Regions from separate parts of the Mus musculus genome. Here region 1 is linked to region 2. Evidence: chromatin contacts called from public HiChIP or PLAC-seq data. All regions are on one chromosome and are shown on one strand. Each heading gives the region's core, a stretch centred on a gene start, on an enhancer-like site or on the middle of the called end of the contact. The rest is flanking DNA. Distances are from core to core; before and after follow the strand shown. Region 1 has its middle 32 kb from the start of Gm30075. Region 2 has its middle 16 kb from the start of Gm20083.

Region 1 (4,727 bases), core at 1,887-4,386, 70 kb before region 2:
TATGAAATGCTGCCACAGCTGGCCCAGTGTGGGAGAAATCGCCTGCTCCCTGGGATACTACCCTGTGTCCAGACATAACTGTGTGAGACCTAAACATGGAACTAATTCCTGGGGGAGTGGCCTTTGCCAGTGTAGCTAGTTTATCCATGGCCATGTGAGTTGGAGAGAGAAGGGAGATGTATGTCTAGGGCACAGGGATACTTCAGAGAACTTGGAGCCTAAAACTGTCTTTGGGGATCATGCTGTTGCCCAGGATTCTCTGTCATGCAAGAGATATCCCCCAAAGCAAAACAAACATCCCCAAGATCCCTATTGTCATTCTTGCATGTTATATAAAGTCAATTTTAAGAAATTTTAAGCATATTTTACTATTTAGTAAACAATGCATGATATTTACTTTCCATCCATTATATACCCACAGCACAATTTTTAACAAGTATATTTACAAAATAGAGGCATAGTTTTCCCTATTGTTTGAGAAACACAAAGATGGAATTTCCATATTAGCATAAACAAGGGACAGGTCTCTCCTATGTGAGCAAGTGTTCAGAATCTCCACATTTGCACTAGAGAATCAGCTGGATGAGAGCTGGAGTTTGGAAGAACATTGCTAAGTGCTGACAAATGAGATTTAGGCCATGGGGCATTTGTTTCTCCGAGGTATGGCCCTGGAACGGGGGGGCAGCTCCCTTGCTTTCAGTGGAAGTTGCAATGAGGATGTAAGCTCTCACGTTTTCCCACACTTATCATTGGATTCTGAAATAGTGGAGATGGTTTAAATGCAACTAAGATATTTTGACCAGAAAAACAAAATTTAGAGATTAGGCTCAGAAAACTTACAAGCGAACTGGTAATCTTCATTTTTAGGCTGCTTGCGGGCATAAAATATTGTCTAGCTTAGACCATGAACCTAGTGCCAGGTTGTAAGGAAGCCCCCATAGGTGGAGAGGAGCTAGTTCTTGGCGTAGTGGTCCCTGAGGAACGGAGTCCTGTGAAGGGACCTAGAGTTAATACCCACCCTCAGACTACACCTTTATTGCAGCCTGACAGTCAAACTGCGTCCAAACTCTTAACCCACTACAATAATGGAGGAGAACCATCACTGCCTTAATCCACTAAAACCTGGGGAATGTGTTGCTGCAAATAAATTAATATACCCTACTATTGCATAGTGAAGCTCCAGTCAGTGTCTCTGTTCCTTATGATCTGGTCCTCAGTCAGTGGGTATGCATGCGCTATATAGAAAAATCACATTACACCCTAGCAAAACCATTCAAAACCCTGCTGGCTAGCCTAAGCACATCAGCAGCAAATCCCTAAATGTGCTCATCTCTGCACATGCGGCACGCAAGGAAGCAATTAAGCTGCCCTGTGTGCTTCAAAGATAAAATCTGGTCTTTAATAGATGCCACCAGGTCAATCCGGGTTCCATATTGAGGTTTTCTCTCCGCCACAACAGCAATAGCTACGACAGATGCCAACATTTCAAGGGCAAAAAGTGTCACTGCTAGTTTCTTGTGAACCCAGGTAACACTGGAAGGGATGAGACTGCGTTCAGCTAGCCTCCAGGAAAGGAGAGTGCAGGATCTTTGGGAGGTGTTGATGCATGGGAAAGGTTTGGAAGTGGCAAATTGCCCTTCTGGTCATATTTAATTGGCTGGACTTCAGTCACATGGCCATAGCACCTTGCAAAGGATGCTGAGAAATGTAGTCTTGTCAAGGAGGAAGAGCCGGATTTTTGTCAACAGAATACTTACTGTTAGCCATTGGGCTCACACTTTAGTTCTATTATGTGAAATTGAATTGAGCATTTACAATGCAGGGGTCTTTCTGCTAAGCAGCACAGGTCAAACAAGCTGGGGGAAAAAAAAAAACCTCTGCCTCATGTGGAGACATCAGACATTGTATGTCCAGCAGGCAGAGCCTGAGTGTATGTGTAAAGATGGTTTGGAAGTGAAATCTGAGGCTGTCAGCCACTGTCCCTCTGAGGAAAACAGCAGCTGTTACAGACTGTTCCACTCCTGGGTAGGACAGGACATGATAATTCTGCGGAAGTTTTATCCCCAAAGCCTGGGGCCCACAAAACCGCTTATTTTTAAGGAGATCTTTGTCAGAAATCATGAACATGACGAACCTCTCCATCCCCTGGTGAAGGTCTGTGACTTGGAATTTCCAGGTGGCTGGTGTGGGGACCCATTAAGTTAGTGTTCCAAACCCCCAGCGGTCCCTGCTTAACAGGAATGGCAATCCTCAAAGGTGTTTGCAGTGTTTTTGGCATGAGTTAGGAAGCCAGGGTGTAACTGGAACAAGATGTTCAGAAAAACGACTTGACACTATAATCAAGTCAAAACAGAGTAAATAAAGTCAGAAGGATGTGTAACCCATGGCCCACAGAGTCCTTCTTGTCGCACACCTTGGTAATCGCGTAATGATGTGTGCCTGTGTGAGAATGATGACTGCAGCACTTTCTGTCAGAGGAAGGACCTGGAACCATCACAAATGCTCATCAGCAGTAGGCTAACCTATGGTCCTGCTACCCAATGGAATATTATACAGCACTGAGCAGGTATAAATGATAGCCTAGGCTTTAATGATTGACTCGTTAGGGAAAGCCATAGTCATATAGGAATGCATAAAGATGAGTGAGTTTTTACAGAGTGCAAAAGTGCACAATACATAACTGTATTTTGTGTGTGTGTGTGTGTGAGAGAGAGAGAGAGAGAGAGAGAGAGAGAGAGAGAGAGAGAGACTGTGTTTCCCTGGGCAAAGCAGTTCTTGTGTTTTGTCTCATCCTATGCTCACGGCTGGCCTGTAAGCTCACACATTTGGGCTCCTTTTACAGACAAGTAGAGGCTCAGGGAGGCCAAGGAGTCACGTAAGGCCACTCTCAGAAGAATGGCAACTGTGATCAACAACCTATGAATACCTAGGTACAGGAGTCCAGGAAATCTGTCCGGGAATGTGACTTCATCTAAACTGTTGTCCCTGAAATATCCCCATTTCAGCCTGACAATACTCCATTTTACTTTCGTTTTAGAATTTTTGCTCTAGGCTCCACTAGGTGGAGGGTATGTAAAATCATGCAGGGCCTTCCATGTTCTACTTGCTGAGGAGGCCTGCTCCCATGAGCAGGTGGCTTGGTGCTTGCAGATGTGGTCAGCTTTGCAAATGTGGCAAGCATTAGCCTGTGGGCAGGACATGCTATTACACAGTCCTAATGAAATTTGGATCTAAAGCACAGGAATAAGCCATCCAAGGCAGTGAGGTTCCTGGCATTTTGTTGGCAGGATGGGCCCGGAAGACAGAAAAATTTCTATCATCATGATGGATTGGGCTATTTTCATCTTGTACAAAGTTAGCTGCAGTTGAAAGGTTGGGCAAGATAGCTCTTGAGTAAATGAAAATTGTATATGACGAGCTCATAAATTACGTAGTGCAGCAGCAGAAAAATCAGGGAGGACTCTTATTACTGTTGTCCCCAAACCAGTTTAGCTTAGAGCAAGAGCCCTGCTTTCCCTGGCTTGTAGGCATCTATACTGCACTGTTGTTTTTTTTTTTTTCCAATGGAGGAAGACAGTGGCTGGAGGTTGAGTTTTGGAACTCGGCATTGACAGCTTTGGTTTAGTGTAATTTCTGTTCTTAATGTTGTGTGCATACATGCTTGTGCGTCTGTTTATGTGCATGTATTCACATGTGCAGAGGGGTCTGAGATCAGAAGCCATCCACCTCACTGGCCTAGAGCTAACTTGCTAAGTAAGGCAGGAGGGCTAACCAGTGAACCCCAGGGAATCTGCCTATCTTACGTGGGTTCTAGAGCATGGAACTCTGGACCTCATGCTTGCAAGGCAAGCATCTTATCAAATGAGCCTCCAGTCCATGGTTATTATTCAACAGAGTACTTTCCCCTCCATGACCACACCCACACGATAGGTCTCTGCATCTTCTGGTTATTTGCTTAGTCTGCTGGCTTTATCATCGTACTCTCTACTCTCACCTGTATGCCAGTGTTCCCAGACTCAGGCATTTGGAATAGGAGCTCAATGGCTGCCAGTCTGAAGGGCTGGCATGAGCTCGACAGAACCATTTGAGACGTTTAGAGCATTCAGGCCTTTGAGGAGTCTCTTTGCTAGAAGTTTAGGCTTCTTCAAGGGACCAGACAGAGGAGCAACACCCTTGGATTGACATACATTTGTTCTCAGGAGTAAGCAAGGCCGCTCTTCAGCAGTCTGCAGTTCTCACTGAGGTTTTTCTGGAGAGGTCTTCTGCTTCTGTCTCCCCTCAAGCAGATGGATAGATTTGTCAGAATTTTGCCCAGACTTATTGATTCTTGGAAAGAATGGAAGATACCCCGGTTGCCGGGAATGCTGTTCTGTTGGGAACATCCCCTTCTCTGAGCAGTCATCCATTCCCAGTGCAGTTCTTAATGGGGGGAACTCCACGTCCTTGACCTCCTTGGCCCCAGCAGAAAGAGGGTCTGTGCATGGCTGGGATGCCACACTTTGGAGATTTTGTGCCCTTGGGAAAGTGCTGCTTTGTCGTAGACTTGCTTTGTTGGAGAACAGGGAAGAAGGAAAAGATGCTAAGGGTCAAGAGGTGTCCAAGCAGGATGGGTGATGGGTTTCAGGGCTTTGCAGCCTCTGCCATTTGGTCTGGCAGATGTCTTGGGGACAAAGTCTGGAAAGAGGAATAGGAGAAGACACAGGGAATGAGGAACCAAAATGAAATAA
Region 2 (4,429 bases), core at 321-2,820:
CATAGTCTGCCTTCCAGAACTCGGTGGACAACCAAGTGGTCATCACACAATGCATCTTTCCAAACGGCATCGGCTCTTGGGGAGGGGAACTCAAATGAAAGCCTCTTCTCACTTCAAACACCAAAATAAACTCCAGATGGAGTCGTAATTGAAATGCAAAAATATTCTGCTATGTTTGTAATTAAGCAAATGCAAATTAAAAATAAAATGTCACCCCTCCTCCTGCCCTGGTATATTAGCAAAGGTCTGAAAAGGCTTTTGATTTGGGCAGCGACGATAGAAAGGGAACCCCCCCCCCCCTCCTGGAGACCTTGCCAGGGACTGAAAATGATTTTGAACTTCTGGAGAGCAGTACTTGGTAAAAAGCTCAAATAAGTTCACATCATTGTCCTATTCCATGTTCGGCATCAGACACACTGGTGTGGAGGCAAAAATTTACTCATCACTGTTTTTTATTCCAGTCATTTACAACAAAGTGGATCTAATAATTGGGAGGTTGTTAATCATCACATGGTTTTTAGATGAAATATTATGGAGCCAACAAATAAAACATTTTTAAAAACTATTTAATGATACTAAGATTCTTAAGAGACAATGTTAAATAAGGAAAGTATATATTATACTTGGGTACAAATATATGTCATAATTTGGATTAAAATATATAAAATTACAAAGCATTACAAATAAGCATAGGAAAACACCAATAGTGCTACATAGGGCAAAGTTATAGGATTTATGTATATATTTTCCCCAAAATTAATTAATTAATTAATTAATTAATTAATTTTGACAGAAGGTCTCACTGTGTAGACCTTGCTGTCCTGGAACTTGCTGTGTAGAGCAGTTTGCCCTCCAGTTCACAGACAGCTGCCTGCCTCTGTAGTCTCAGCTCTCTGCACCACTGTGCCTGCTATTTCTCAAATTTTCTACATTGAAAACGAAGTACTTTGGTGAACAGAAAAAGAATTATTATTATTTTTTAAAAAGCACCATCAAAGGAAACAATAAAAAAAAGTTAGAGTTTAAAAATGGAAACTAAAAACAATGAAGAAAGAACTGCTAACTCTTCAGGGATGGGCATGGACTTCGAAGGCAATAAAGGTATACCCTGCACAGTGGTGAGTGTCAAAAAGTATGTACGGACATGGCAAACATGTAAGAGATACCTGAGAATGAAAAGACGAACACGTCGTGCCCAGTTTCATGAAGAATACAGGCAGAGAAGATGGATGGATCTACAGCAGTTCACACTGAGGCCAGAGATCTTTTCGAGTGTCTTCTTTGGTGGTGGTCTAGGGACTTGGCTCACAGCAAACATTACTTTGTGAAAGCAATTACAGTACCTACTGAACAAGGAGTACTACTGCTAAGGGAGGCAAAATTTGCCACCCTGGTTTATTTCTGTGGGTTTTGTGGCTTTGGAAAGCCCTGCCGTGACATTCGGTTATAAAGCCAAGAAGAGCAGGAACCAGGGCCTTTGCTGCCTGGCAGGAAAGTGAGGTTCCCATGGGCTTGTCTAACACCTGCTGATAAACAATGCTGGCTGCACCTGGCTCCTGGTGCAACAGGCTCATTGTGAAAGCCCTCGTGGGTGGCAGTGGCTGGGAGAAACGGCAGCTGTGATATGTGCTTGCTGTGCTCCTCAATGCCAGGTCTGAATCATCCTTTGGAAGTCATTGCCACCCATGAGATCGTATAAGCGATAAAGAAGTCTAAGTTTAGGAGAACCACCAGCTGAAATGCTGCTGCTGGGAAGCTCTATGCCATTTTGATGGTCAGAGGCCCCGCCATTCTCCTAGCAACACATGAACCAATGGGCAATGCTTTGAATGGAATCAAATATGACTTCCAAGGTAAAGATTGCCAACCCATACTGGGATTTTGACTTTTCTTTTCTTTTCTCTTCTCTTCTTTCCCTTTCTTTTCTTTTCTTTTCTTTTCTTTTCTTTTCTTTTCTTTTCTTATTATGGTGACAAAGGCAACTTCAGGAAGGAAGGTTTTATTTTAGCTTATTGTTCCAGTTTACAGTCCATCAAAGAGATGACTTATACTTTGCAGAATGCTGGGGTCATGTGACATCCACAGCCAAGAAACAGTGAATGATAAATGACTGTGATCGACTCATTTTCTTCTTTTCATGTAGTCTGAGTTCCCAGCCTAGGGAATAGTGCCACCCACAGCGGGCTGGCCTTCCTGCCTCAGTTAACTTAATCAAGATAACTGCCCATAGGCATGCCCTGGGGGCATTTCTCCTAGAGATTCTAGAGCTTGTCCAGGAATAATTAATACTAATGACCACAGACTTCAAAACATAATCTCCTCTGTAGCTGTGATTGGTTCTCCACACTCGTGTGTTGGGTGTACCTTGTTCAGATGCTTGGTGTAAAGAGAATAGAGATGACACCATATTCATAGCTGGATAAGGTCCATAGATGACCTCCAGTTACCTCTGGGCAGTGCTGCCCTGAAGATCTCTGGCAAATCCACCGAGAAGCCTTGTTTGCTTAAGATGTCCACTATTTAGTATCTATTATATCAGTATAGATACTCAAGGGCATTGCAGGCTCTTCAGAGCCAGAACAACACTTAAACAAATAGCAGCTAGTGTGCTTATGAGCTTCAGATGACCTGGGCTCAAATCCTCGCTCTACTGTTGACCAGCTGTGTGGTGGCAGCATGCCGTCTAACTTCCACTACTCCTTGGTTTCTTTTTCTGTGTCGTGGGTGATCATTGGAGTGTAGGCACAGATGCTTTTGATCAGGATAACCAGAGACTTCTTACCATGAAGCTTAAAGGAGAGAACACATGGGGGAGAACAAGGGGCGTCTATAGTGTTCTAATGTCCCATCCCAACAATGGCATGTGGGAATAGTCGGGGTTGCATCTCCTCTGAAGAGAGGTGGGTGAGCTCTGCCAGCCTTCACCTCCCCAGGGCTGGGTCAGCATGCTTGGGTACCTCTTTCTGGCTTTTTCTGGTTTCTGAGAGTTGAAGTCAGGTTCCTGTGCTTGCAAGGCAAACAGAGTCATTTCCCAAGCCCCATTTGGCCATCATTGGAATAAAAGTGAAGGGGGGAAGAGTCTGTTTAGGATTACATTAACCTCTACTTTATTCTCTGGAAACTTAGTAAAGTTTGACCTCCGTGCCTCCCACATGACTCTGAGGGGTTTAATTCTTTGCTACGGCCTCGAATCTTGGTTACTTCCACTCACGGGCACCTTGCCTACCTCCCTGTCCCCTGTCACTTACAGAAAAGGATTGTCTGCCGGTAGCAAACCTTGTGTTGTGGTCAGGGCAAAGCTGCACGAAAACATACAGAGAGGCATTACACAGGGTGCTAGGATCGACTTGGCTGTCTGCCCCACTTTCATCAAGAGCAACCCGATTTCCTGCAGGCCAGGGAAGAGGGCTAGGCAGTGTTTATTTTATTGCAGTTTTAGTCTGTGTTGCCAGTGTTTCCTTCCAGCGCCAAATCTCTTAGATAGATTTCAGCATACCTGGCCTGTTATGTCAAACCCCACCTCCACACTGTGGGGCCACTGGTGAACTTCCAGGTAGGTACATGAGTCACTAGTCTTCCACCAGGGAAGACTTCATAACTTAGCAGCACACTGCAGTGGGAATAAGTTCATATCTCCCTGGGGTTATTTGATTGGATGGGGAAAGACGAACATTTCCCTTCCATACCCATGATCGAATGGAAGACTCCAGTTGAAATGAATGGATAAGGCCTTCCTTTGCAGTGGAAGTAGAGTGATGTGTCTGCTCACAGAGGTGCTACCATCCACTCCGTTACATTTGGCTTGCAGAGTTCAAGGTCTCAGGGGTGCCTCAGAATTCATTGTATCCTTTTGTTCACTACAGACTGGTCAATGGTCAGTGAAGAAATGTCCCTGGAAAGTCCAGGCAATGATGAGTGAGTTCTAGATGGTTCTAGGTTCTGAATTCAGAGACATGAATGCTAGACGTGTGCTGGCCACCTGTCTGACACGTGAATTGAGTTCTTGAAACACTCTAGGGCTCACCCGAGCACAGTGATCTGGGGAAAAGCCTTGCTTTTTCTAGTTTATTCTGAAAGCAGGGCTGTGGCTTTTGCCCTTGATCTATCTGGGTTGTAATCCAGCTCCCTCTTCGCCTGAGTTTGGACTTCTGGGCTTTTGGTTGCACGGAGATGCTTGTGTTAGTGGAAATGGTCCACTCACCTTGTACAGCTGGCTCAGAAAGAGGACTCAGATACAAAAGGCAATTTTGCACAGTATGAACCCAGTACATGCAAAGCCTGATCTGGCACCGTGCCCATCTGGCAACTCTCTTAGTGTCCTGCAACACCAAGGCAGAGCGACCCCTGATGATAGGGACAGAAGAGAGGCCCAGGACACTTGCGCATGCAAAGTGAGAACTGTCAACCCCAGAGCTGCACTCCCAGCCCC

What was found. HiChIP or PLAC-seq counts read pairs in DNA pulled down with a chosen protein or histone mark.
Region 1: an H3K4me3 HiChIP or PLAC-seq map of the SCID.adh cell line shows a contact between it and region 2, with 11 read pairs. The contact joins two enhancer-like sites. A contact is called at or near these places in 2 of 484 Hi-C or Micro-C datasets (muscle stem cells and nephron progenitors) and 2 of 115 datasets of contacts at active chromatin or transcription factors (the SCID.adh cell line and T-cell acute lymphoblastic leukemia).

The regions. Positions count from the first base shown.
Region 1 is chr7:73,268,355-73,273,081 of GRCm38.p6, reverse strand. No RefSeq gene overlaps it. Among named protein-coding and RNA genes, the nearest start is that of Gm30075, 32 kb to the right of the region's middle. Within about 2 kb of position 3,136, at least 5 of the 459 cell types and tissues checked have an H3K27ac peak or open chromatin away from gene starts, as enhancers often do. A contact at or near this core is called in the SCID.adh cell line and muscle stem cells, where this site is marked.
Region 2 is chr7:73,197,287-73,201,715 of GRCm38.p6, reverse strand. No RefSeq gene overlaps it. Among named protein-coding and RNA genes, the nearest start is that of Gm20083, 16 kb to the right of the region's middle. Within about 2 kb of position 1,570, at least 21 of the 459 cell types and tissues checked have an H3K27ac peak or open chromatin away from gene starts, as enhancers often do. A contact at or near this core is called in the SCID.adh cell line and muscle stem cells, where this site is marked.